Linked DNA regions of Hordeum vulgare: region 2 is linked to region 1. Evidence: chromatin contacts called from public HiChIP or PLAC-seq data. All regions are on one chromosome and are shown on one strand. The core of a region is the stretch at or near the end of the contact, and the rest is flanking DNA. Distances in the headings are between cores, read along the strand shown.

The links. HiChIP or PLAC-seq counts read pairs in DNA pulled down with a chosen protein or histone mark.
Region 2: an H3K4me3 HiChIP or PLAC-seq map of embryo shows a contact between it and region 1, with 6 times the contacts expected there. The contact joins the promoter of LOC123428150 here to the promoter of LOC123428148 in region 1. A contact is called at or near these places in 1 of 6 Hi-C or Micro-C datasets (seedling) and 1 of 1 datasets of contacts at active chromatin or transcription factors (embryo).

Annotation. Positions count from the first base shown.
Region 1 is chr2H:635,314,794-635,320,262 of MorexV3_pseudomolecules_assembly, forward strand. LOC123428148 (APETALA2-like protein 5) reads right to left here and starts at 3,355. Exons shown (of 10, transcript XM_045112313.1): 1 at 2,495-3,355; 2 at 2,196-2,221; 3 at 2,069-2,099; 4 at 1,889-1,973; 5 at 1,661-1,806; 6 at 1,422-1,466; 7 at 1,198-1,289; 8 at 865-1,052; 9 at 668-757; 10 at 1-564. The coding sequence starts at 2,889. The coding sequence ends at 199.
Region 2 is chr2H:635,721,956-635,727,924 of MorexV3_pseudomolecules_assembly, forward strand. LOC123428150 (ethylene-responsive transcription factor ERF008-like) reads left to right here and starts at 3,161. Exons shown (of 1, transcript XM_045112314.1): 1 at 3,161-4,682. The coding sequence starts at 3,519. The coding sequence ends at 4,250.

The DNA.
Region 1 (5,469 bases), core at 2,105-4,604:
ATCCGGTCTCAGACTCTCAGTTCAGTTCGGTTCTGCTGGTAATGGCTGTGGGACGAGGAAACTTGAGTTTTTCCTCCGTGATTTCGCCCGGTTGGTTCGGCGGAACACACCTGTCGATCCATCTTCTTCGCCATGGATGATGGATGAAGAAAGAAGATCTTCTTGGCTGGCTGCTCTTGATTGTGTCTCTGCAAGCGGCTAGGTGGGTCTGGCCAGGGAGTGGAACCCGTTCTTCTGGAGCCAGCTCTGCGCCTGCGTGGCGATGTAGGGTGGGAATCGTGATGATGCTGCGGCTGCTGCTGCGGCGGCGGCAGCGTTGTTCGGCACCGGCCCCGCCTGGTGGTGCGGCGGCGGCGGCGGCTGGACCGGCTGCCAGCTCGTGCCGGGGACGACGTTGCCCCAGCCGTGCTGCAGCCTCTGTTGCTGCTGCTGGTGGTGCTGCTGCGGATGCGGCGGCTGGTAGTGGTGGGGAGGCGGAGGCGGAGGCCATTGCCCGCCCCCGGCGCCGGCGCCGACCGTCAGCGACAGGCCTCCCGCTGTCCCCGGATCGGCGTTGCCCACGAACTGCACAGTTTGAACCAAACAACCACCGTTAATTCGCGCCTACCAAGAAGAGAAGAGATAGAAAAATTCGTGAGCTCCAACTTGGAGCGGCAAAAGTACCCACTTGGTGATGCCTGGGACTGAACTGCATGTGGGGGGCTTGCAGTTGCAGGGCTGGAGGGGGCATCTGATGACGCGCCGAGTTCTGGTCGAACTGCATAGTAAATTACGCCATTCTCAGCTTTTCCAACGCTTGATTATACTATGATGCAGGAGCAGTAGTTTGTTGCAGGGTGGTCAAGGTCAAGTTGGGGCCTGTACCTTGGCCTTGGTGCTGCGCGCCGCCGCCGTGTGCCAGTCGAGCTCGAAGGCCATGGGGACGCGCTGGTCGGACCCCGCCGCGCCGTCGTCGTCCATGCCGCCGCCGTCGAGGCTGCCCCTCTTGTTCGACCCCGCCGAGCTCCCCAGCGACAGGTCCAGGTTCTGCTGCTCCGCGTCGCCGGTCGAAGCTGGCAGAGCATTGCCCACCCAAGATCAAGATCAAGGTCAGTGAACGAACCGGAAGAAACATACGTATGCCGCATAATCCTATGGTGGCCAAATCAAAATCACAGATGAACAGTGCGCGATGAATATAACAAGATTATTACTGACCCGCCGGCTCGAACTCCTCGGCGTAGGTGCTGGGATCGAAGTTGGTGACCGCATCCTTGCCGTTGCACTTGATGGCAGCGCGGTCGTACGACCTGCCCAGACACAGAGACACACGAGACATCAATCAGTTCACCGCCCAACCCCAGCCCGAGCAAAGCTAAAGCTAGCAATGGATGGAGGACGCGCGCACAGTGCATGCCCAATAATTTTTCAGTTTTTACTACCTGGCAGCTTCCTCCTCGGTATCGAACAGCCCCAAGTAGACGTACCTGCGTTGCACAAAGATTCTCATTAGTGCCGCTGCCATGCCATGCCATGCCGTCAGGCTAGTTAGCAGGGAGATGCTGCAACTTTGAGCGCAACGACAGGAGCAGGCAGACGAGCAGAGCAAAAATTCGAGCCATCGATTGGAGGAGAAGGGAGGAAGGAGGGTGGCGATGGTGGTTGGTGGAGGAGCACATACTTCTTGCCGAGGAACTGGCCCATCCGCGCCTCCCACCTGCCGCACTTGTGGAGCGTGACGCCCCTGTACTTGGAGCTCCCCCGGGGGAACCCCGTGCTCTGCCGCCGGAGCACGTGGACGAACTCCTCCTTGGTCAGGTTGCCCATCTGCAAGCAAACCAGGGCAAACACGTTACGATTCTGCGAGCAACAAGCGCTAGCTCGTGTTGATCGATCGGGCGTCGCTCACCTGCTTGATGTCGTCGTAGTCCTCCAGGCTGAAATTGATGTCGGCCTCCATGCCGCGGAACTTGATCGCCGCCCGATCGTACGCCCTGCGGCCGCAGATGATGATGAAGAAGAAGAAATCAGTAAAGAAGAGAGCTTGATTGGTACTGTCAAATCGGTTGGTATGGGATCTTTATCGTACCGAGCCGCCGCATGAGCAGTGTCGAATCCACCTGCAGGCCGTCAGTGACATTGTGAGCTCCAATTGGCGATCGATTTCGCACCCCAAGTATGGATGTGTGGACAAGACGGGGATGGAGGAAACTTACCCAGATAGACCTGCTTGCCGCAATCCCTGCATTGCACAAAAGAATGGGGTGAGAAGAGGAGAGGAGAGGGGGGAAGAGAGAGAAACAAGGAAGGAAGGGGAATAAGTTTGATAAGATGTTGCTATGAAAGGTAAAAGGAGCAGAGGCATGGAATGCCCAAAACAAGACGAATCCAATACCAAACCCATCCATCCATCCATCTTCTCTTCTCTTCTCTTCTTTTGCTGCACTCTCTCTCCTTCCTTCCTTAAGCTTTCGAGAAAGGAAAGGAAAGGAGCGGAGCGGCGGCGGGAGCTTACCATATGTGCGACTCCCACCGGCCCGTCCGGCGGTAGAAGGTGACGCCGCGGTACTGCGAGCTGCGGGAACGGGGACCGCGCCGGCTCTTCTTGGCCGCCGCCGACGCCGCCGCGGGGCCTCCTGTTCCTCCTCCGGCGGCCGCGGCCACGGTGGGCGCGGGGGCGCCGGCCAGGCGGAGCCACGCGGCGCGGTCGTTCCCGTTGCCGGGGCCGCCCTCGCCCGGGGCGGCCGGGGGGAAGAACTGGCGCGTGACGACGGCCTCGGCGGAGTCGTCCTCGGCGTCGTCGGGTATCTCGACCACCGCGGCGGCAGACGAGGAGGAGGCGCCGGAGTCGTCCACGGACGGGGACAGCGGCGGCCCCTCGGCCGCCGGCGAGTCGTTGAGATCCCACATGCCGGCCGTCCTTCCCTTCCCTTCCCTTCCTCACTCCTCCTACCTTCTTGCCGTCCGGTTCTTCGGTCCACCCCTATCGGCCTCTCTCTCTGTTCGGCTCGGCTCGGCTCGGCTCTGCTCTCGTTGGCTGGGGTTGAAGATAACAAGAAAGCAGAGGAGGGAAGAGAGAGGGGGGAGGGGGAGAAAAAGGCAGTGGCGGGTTGCCTTGTTGGGGTATGCAAGGACTTTCTCTTTTGCTCTCTCCTTTGAAAAGCACCTCCTCTTCTTAACCTAGGAGCGCAGAGGAGGAGGGAAAAGGCAGCGGCGACGGGGAGAGGTCCAGCTCCTGCTCGTGGTGGATGGAGATGGAGATGGAGATGGAGTGGTGGAAGAGCAAAGGCTTCCGCTGCTGCACCAACATACCTAAGCTAGTGCTCAGGGCCCCGACGAGGGAGGGAGGGAGGGAGGGGGGAAAGGGGAGCAGAGCAGAGCAGAAGAGAGGAGAGCGTAGGCGTGCGGGGGCGCGGTTATAATAGAAACGGGAGGGGAAGAGCACGAGGCAGTAAACAAAGCACATGTTGGTCTTTCACACACATGTGGTCGATGGAGTACAGGTCAGTAAACATGGCACATGTTGTTAGGGCAACACGAACGCTGATCAGAGCGGCTACACCCGGAGCCCTGTGTCCGTCCAAGTCCAAACGTTTGGACGGTCGCTGCCCGGACAGAAACCTTTCACCCAATCGAACATGATAAAGTCGGTCAAAACACTCGAACTGACCGACACTCTTCATATCTGATTGATTCATATCTGGATCGATATGGAACAACCGATGATTTTATCATGCCGGTTCGGATAAACCGGACCCAATCCTAATCCTATCTAAAATTCACTAGTCCACCAGTTCAACCGCATTTCTCCTCCATTGGTCCTTCATTTCTCGCCTTTGTGCAGCCGCCCACCTCCTTCTCCTTTACCCACCCTTCCCACCGCCATCGTCGTTCGTTGTTGCTGATGTCGTCGCCGACTACCATGTGTGCCGCCATCGGCATGGATGATACCTCGGCAGAATCAGTGGGGATCCAGACCGTGGCGGTCAACTGCAAGGCGGAGAATATCGCTCGGATGGTGCGATGTCGAAAGCAGCGCGAGCGCGAGGAGGGACGACGCGGAGATGCACGATGATGATGACATGGACTTTGGCACAAGTGGCTTCGCGACACCAACCAATCTATGTGTCGTGGTTGTGCGGATAAACAAGTCGCCGGCAATAACCCGAGTTCATTCCAGCCTTCCAATGGTCGGACATCTCGGATAGTTTTCCGGAAGACGTCACCACCGTGGGCACGATGGCTGGTCGTAGTAACTCCGAAGGCATGAAGCAATATCGAGTAAGGCCTGTGTCGTGCATGCCCACATGTCGTTGGACAAAATGTCCCAACAAGACCCGGTACCTTCTTTTTCGCTATGACATTTGCGATTTGTTGATTCATTTGTTGTCCATACCATTCGATCAAACTTGTAGGATGATAATTTAATTGCGATGCATATTATAGGACCAAAGGATGCTAAACATGATAAATGATGGGGAAGAACCTTTGCAATTTAACATGGGGGATACCAATTCCCTTATGTTTGAAGCAGGGCAAACACCACACACTAAAAATAAGAAGACAGTGAAGCTAAGAGGTCTGGCATTCACCTAGTTCGAAGTTGCTTTGTTGGTTGACAACTAGCATGGATCACGTACGTGGAACAGAGCAAAAAGGCCTTAAATATTTGAAAAATATCAAAAAAATTACCAATAGAAAAAACATATCTGACACCACATCCAATCATTAGCGACCGCACTGTGTGCTCTCTTCAACATATATGGAACACCCTCCATGAGAATGTGATCAAGTTTGTTGGTTTCCTTAGACAAGACGTTGTCGGAACCTAAGCGGCATCAGAGTCAAAACTCACGGAACTTTGCAGGCGGTTTGTACCAACAAGTCGAGTTGAAGCCATTCACTTTTTCCAATTGTTGGATGAAATTCAATATTAAACAAAAGTGGTAGCTCGTCCATGAAGACATCAAAAGAGACACCAAGAAGTTGAAGAAAAATGATGGGTATAGTGATGCTCATTGAGATTCTGTTGGATTACAAAGTGACTCCCCGCTGATTTGCGTTGGTTTCCCTTCAAGCTTAAAGGGTGATGTAGCACATTGACGACAAGTATTTACCTCAGTTATGAAACCAAGTTATCAATCCAGTAGGAAGATTCACAAAACTATGTAAGTGGTACTTGCACACAAATAACAAATCCTCTCAACCCAACGCGTGCACGGGTTGTCAATCCCTCGTGGGTAAAGTGAAAGGATAGATTGATACATGCAAATAAAGTGATGGTAAATAAAACGCAGCAAGGTATTTTGGGGTTTTCTTGATAATAGTATTCTTCCTTTAGAAACTTAAATTTTCGATCTCTTTGCTCGAAACCTCGTTTCCAAAACTGTTTTGAGGAAAATGTTTCATGGTATGTGACTCATGCATCTCTCCAATTAGTTTTTGCCTTACTGTTTTATATTTTCTATGATAACAAGTAAAACAATTCTG
Region 2 (5,969 bases), core at 1,911-4,410, 410 kb after region 1:
GTTTTGGGTGAATGTTGATGGCTAAATTTGGCAGATTAGAAAGATGGATCATGAATCAAAGTCTTGGACTCAATCATGTTGATGTACTAATGGTGTGTTCTATCTTGGTAAATTGATGATCTGATGGTAGTGTTGGTAGTACATGAAGCTATGGTTTCACGCTCCAATTTGTTCACGTGCACAAGCTATCAAGTAATTAGATGAGACTTGCATACATGCACGTCCGTCGCAACGACAGAGTAAATATTTTTAAACTTAGCCGTAATTTTTATTTTGATTCAGTTTTGATTTTAACTCGTCGTATTGATGATGTGCACCTAAGGCCAAACTAAGGCAACATTTGGGTGGCCCCGTTCGTCACTATGACGTAACATCTATGAATTAAGACTTTTTAAGAAAGGATATATGTCTCACCGTCACATGATGAAACACAAATTAAGATCGAGCTTACGGGTTCAAATAATAACGTTGATGATTATCAGCAAAAAATGTTTGGATATTTTAGAATAAATATTTATATGTTGATACACATCATATGAAAATTATTTGTGTATTAGTAATGAAAATAATGTAGTCTATTCGTAAGTACGTGCGTGGATTTAACTAAGAAAAGATGCATGCATATGGTCTTAGATCATGGTACATGTATAAAAAGAGAACCCGGTGCAAGTATAGCATCACAAAGGATTATAATGTATTACCTCCGTCCCAAAATAAATGTCGCTGCTTTAGTATAAAATTTATACTAACTAAGTAGTAAATTTGAGTCATTTATTTTGGAACAGAGAGAGTATTCATTGTAATTATTTCCCTTGCTCGTTCCTTGACAATCAGGACACAACAATGCGTATGAGTAGTTTCACCCACCATCTATTTTCTTTAGAGCAATACACTACTAATAGACATTTTTGTACTCTCTTGCGTTTCTTAACTCAAAAGAAATGTGCGCATGTGTTTTGCTTATAAGTAGCATACTTGTTATCATACCCGAAGGAACCGAGTGAAAGGAAAACCCATGGCATGGCGTGGAAAATTTTCTTCCTTCAAAATGTGCCAACACGTTCGCTTATTCTTAAATCCCAACTGCTACAAGATTGAGCATCAACAATGGTATCCATACCAAAGTTGGAGGCAACAATTTTGAACCAGGAAATAGAGATATTTAGATATATGTCCTCCAATATGGAATATCATGACAAGACTCCTAGCCTCCTAGGCACCATGGGCCTTGTCATCAACATCCCTATAACTATTGTAGGTCATGTCATCAACTTATAGACTTAAGTCCTGGCATCGATCGATTAGGTTGGCCGACTTATGACATGAGCATCGCTTAAGTCGATCAAGTTGCGACTATGTAGCATGAGAGAGGAGTGAACCTCAAAGGAGTGGCTTGCATCAATGACCATTTGTAGGTCTAGTGAAAGAAGGATACGTGCTTGATTGGGAGCGTGTGAATTGTGAAGAGAACGTAGGAGACAAAAAAAGAGGTAAGGGGACATCCAATTTCCCCCCTCTTTCGTGTAAGGTGATAGCCAAATCATAATTAAGGGCCATATCAAGATTAAAAATGCAATGACTATCAAACAAACAAGTTTTGTTGTGAAAAACAATTTAAATCATGGACCATTGGACCTGGTTATGGGTGGATAGGATCAATCGTGTCAAAATAAAGTGGTGCTTTTAATGTTGGTTCAATCATTGTTGCAAGAGCTTGGTATTATATTTAACCTAAAGCAGCAATATTACGGCGTGATAATCTTGGTGAAACTTATCAGTGAGTCAATCTTGTGTTTCATGCAAGAACTAAACATATTGAAGTGGATGGCCACTTTGTCACAAAAAGAGTAGCAAACAAGTTCCTCAACATTCATTTTATAACCACAAGAGATCAAGTTGCACATGGGTTTACAAAACCATTGACAGTACGGCAACATGAAGCATTTAGTCGCATTCTCAACATAGATAAGTTATGATTGACAGTGGATGTTCAGATACTTTGTATAGTTTGTATTTCGTACATGTGATTGTTGTGTAATCCTGGCAATTGGTTTGTGTATGATATGTATGTGTCTCATGTATAGTTATCAGAAAAGCCAAGTCGAGATCAAAACCGACCCAGAACCCATGTAATCTTCCACAAACGAGTCCCTGCTGATCGATATACAACAAGCTCTTCCATCTAGTTTTACATATATAAATAGTCAATTCGATACTTGCTCTCCAAATATGTGAGCGCACTTGTGATACTCTCACAGCAAAGGAGCACACTGTTTTGGCAGTTAAAGAAATTATAGTACCTTGTGGCCGTTGATGTAACTATTAGGATTTATTTTCCTTTTCTCTTCTTAGGATGATTTTACTAGGAGTTCTAGTTTGGTTTCCAAAGTTTAGGCCACACAATTTTACTTGTGGCCGATATGAGCACTAGTCGCCAATCCATTTGCTTGATGTGATTGTCCTAAGCGACTTTGCATGTCACATGAAAAAAATGGCATATCATGTGCATCACATGATGAAGAAAACGTAAGGACGATCTTTTTCGTTTCCTCTTGCGCGGGTAAGGATAATCTTTTTCATTGCCTAGTCATATGTCTATTTTGTAAGACATGTAGTAGTACATTTCTTCTAGAATTTGCCACTTATTGTATACTCAAGCGATCACTTGTTGACCCCGAAAATGTGAACGGAACTTGGACAGGAAGAAACCGGAGCGGCAACGGAGGTCAACAAAATTACAGCGTGGCGACAAGTGCGCACGAGGGTTGGTGAGCAACAGAGAAGGGTACATGGATTGTGACGTTGCGGTCATCTTATCATCGTAGTATAATATAAACTTACCTTACCACAAGAAAGAACAGTTCGTGTTTTTTCTCCTGCCTGGACCAGCAGCAACAACGATGGTGTTGTTTCCACAGCCAGAGCAAGGAATTGCACGCCAAATACAAATTCCAATCCTACAAGGTTGACGCTAGCTGTACCCAAGTACGAGTACAATACAAATACAACCGGCCGACGTTGTTGCTACGTATGGAGTACTGGTCCAAATACGTACGTGGGGATGGATATGCATGGACCTGTGGGGTGTCGTGTCCGGACGCAAGTTAGACGGTGGACCTAGCGATTTCCTTTGGGGTGCGGCTGGCTCGGCTTGGCTTGGCTTGGAACGGGTCAGGCCAGGCTCCCTTCCAAACAGCACAGTAGAGTACACTGCTGCTGCCGTCGATGTCCTCTTCCCTTCTCTCCCTCCCGAGCGGAGCTGCGCTCCAGTTTATGATTATCCCAACCAAACTCTAATCATACCCCCCACCCACAAAATCCCAATACAAATACCGCCCAGCAAATAGATAGCCGGGACTGGAGCCACGGCAAGAAAGAGAAGCCAGCTCCGCTGCTCCAACCCAAAAGCTACTCCTCCTTCCGGCACGCGGCAGGGAGGTGAGAGAGAGAGAGAGAGAGACCAGCCGAGGCGGCGGCCGGCCACCATAGCAGCTTAGGTTAGGCAGGCATCTTCCCTCATGCAGCAGGGCGAGTACCGCTCGTCGTCTTCGAGCGAGGGCTCGGCGGGTTCTGCGGCGGCTGCGGCTGCGGCTGCGGCGGCCATGGCGCCCCTGGCGGCTGCGGCCGCGGCGGTGGCGGCCAAGGAGGAGCACAACGTGACGGTGGCCGTGGCGCCGCCCATGCCCATGGCCATGGCGATGCCGCTGCAGCAGCAGCAGCCGCGGAAGCAGTACCGCGGCGTGCGCATGCGCAAGTGGGGCAAGTGGGTGGCGGAGATCCGCGAGCCGCACAAGCGGACGCGCATCTGGCTGGGGTCCTACGCCACGCCCGTCGCCGCCGCGCGCGCCTACGACACGGCCGTCTTCTACCTCCGCGGCAGGTCGGCGCGCCTCAACTTCCCCGACGAGATCTCCGCGCTCGCGCTGTCGTCGCCCGAGGCCGCCGAGGCCGGTGGAGGGGAGATGGCGGGCGAGCTGGCCGACGGCGGCGCGCTGTCGGCGGCTTCGATCCGGAAGAAGGCCATCGAGGTCGGGTCCCGCGTGGACGCGCTCCAGACCGGCATGACCACCATGGTCGCCGCGCCCGCGCACCACCGGGAGCGGCAGCGGCTCCACCACCACCACCACGCGGAGCCGCACGGCGAGGAGCTGCACCGCCACGTGAAGCAGCAGCGGACGGCGTGGAACGGGCGCGCCAAGAACCCGGATCTCAACCAGGCGCCCAGCCCGGACACCTCCGACGCCGAGTGAAGCAGCCGGAAGAAGCGGCGGCTTCCAGTCATCTACAACCAACCAGTCGACCATGCAGCCAGTCTCCGGAGAGCAGCCAGCAGCGTATGTTGATGAAGCAGCACAAGCAACTCAATCCAGTCCACCACCCAACGGTCTCCCTAGCAAGCTCCGCCGCGTCGGCGGGCGAGGTGCCGGTGGTCGGTGGGTCGGTGGCGAGATTATTTTTCAATACGTTGGTCTGGATAAGAACAAGGGAGGGGGAGGGGAGGCGGGGGACGCCACAAGTGGCGGTCTTTCCAAATGTCAAAAAAGACAGCTGTAACAGTGATAAAACAATCGCCACCATCTTCTTCTTTTTTCTCTCTGTTTCTGTTATCGAGTAGATAAGCAGCGATTAGCAGTGCAACTTCTGTTAATTAATCGTCCGTCGCCCCCTTCGTTGTTAATTAACTGCTGAGTGCATCGCCTCTGGATTTTGATATCGTATTATCTGAGTAGTGTAATTGAAATGATCCAGTGGTTGGCTTGGCGGCTTAATCCGGCTGTCTGCTGGTGGGAGCAAAGCAAAGCAAAGCAAGCGAGCATATCCGCGTTAGGTTAGGTTAGGCATCAGCAGGCACTAATCAGTTGGGGTGAGACTTTTCTCTATCCATGTCTCTGCTGCTGCATGCGTGTGCCTCAATCCGAATGTGCCGGTGCAATTATGGATCGGGCAGCGGCGGGCCGTGCTGGACTGGCACTGCTGGCTAATCTAATCTGATCTCATCTCATCTCATCTCCCCAGCGGACGAAGTGGAGCTAGCTAGCTACAGGGATATTTGATGGATCACCGATCACGTGGTGGCATGGCGATTAGGCATCCATTAGGCAGAGGGGTCATAGGTAGAATACTAGTGCATGCTAGTAGTATGATGGTGTGTGTGTGTGTGTATGTATGTATGGGTGATTGGGTGGGTGGGTATTAGGCCACCACATCGGATGATCGGGAAGCAAGGCAGAGCAAAGCAAAGCAAAGACGTGCTGATGATTGCCTTCTCTGTACTGCATGCGTGGATCGGCCGGCCAAGTACTCCTGTCGACCTGCCGCCAACCCGACTAATCAGCGCTCGCCACTACTACGTTGCAACGGTGCGAGGGGGATCGAAACTGGATTGGACTGTCGTGGCAACGACCCTGCACCTATGACCTGTCTGCACTCGGGTCAGTGAACTTACCGAGAATCTAGCGGTGGATTGACACGAGAGCTGGGGGCTCGGTGGCGCCGTGCGTGCAGCTGAGCCGAGCGCGCCCATCATCAGACGGTGGTGTGGTTGAACGTCATGGATCGGCACGGGGCGCCGGTGGATCGAGACATTTGAGGTGTGTCGACATGGGGGCAACGAGGCAACAGGTGTCGGCGCGCGCGCACATGCTGCTACAAATGCAGATACGGACGGGAGATGCAGGGGAAAGGGCGGAGGGCGACAGCAGTGCGGTTCCGGCACGGGGTCCGTGCGCCCCGCCCCACGGCTCCATGCATGCATGCGCGCATCCCCGTCCCAATTTGCTCGGAGGAGAGGACTGCCAGCAGCCAGCAGCCAGCACCAGGTCATGCATGCGGTCAGTGCGTGATCGGTCCTCCCCTCCTCGACGGGTCTCGCTTTTGCTTGGATCTGTAGACAGGCAGACAGCATGCGTGAGCCATCGCCGTTAATCTTGGACCCTTTTGGTGGTCGACTGCGTGGCGGTCCTGAGGTT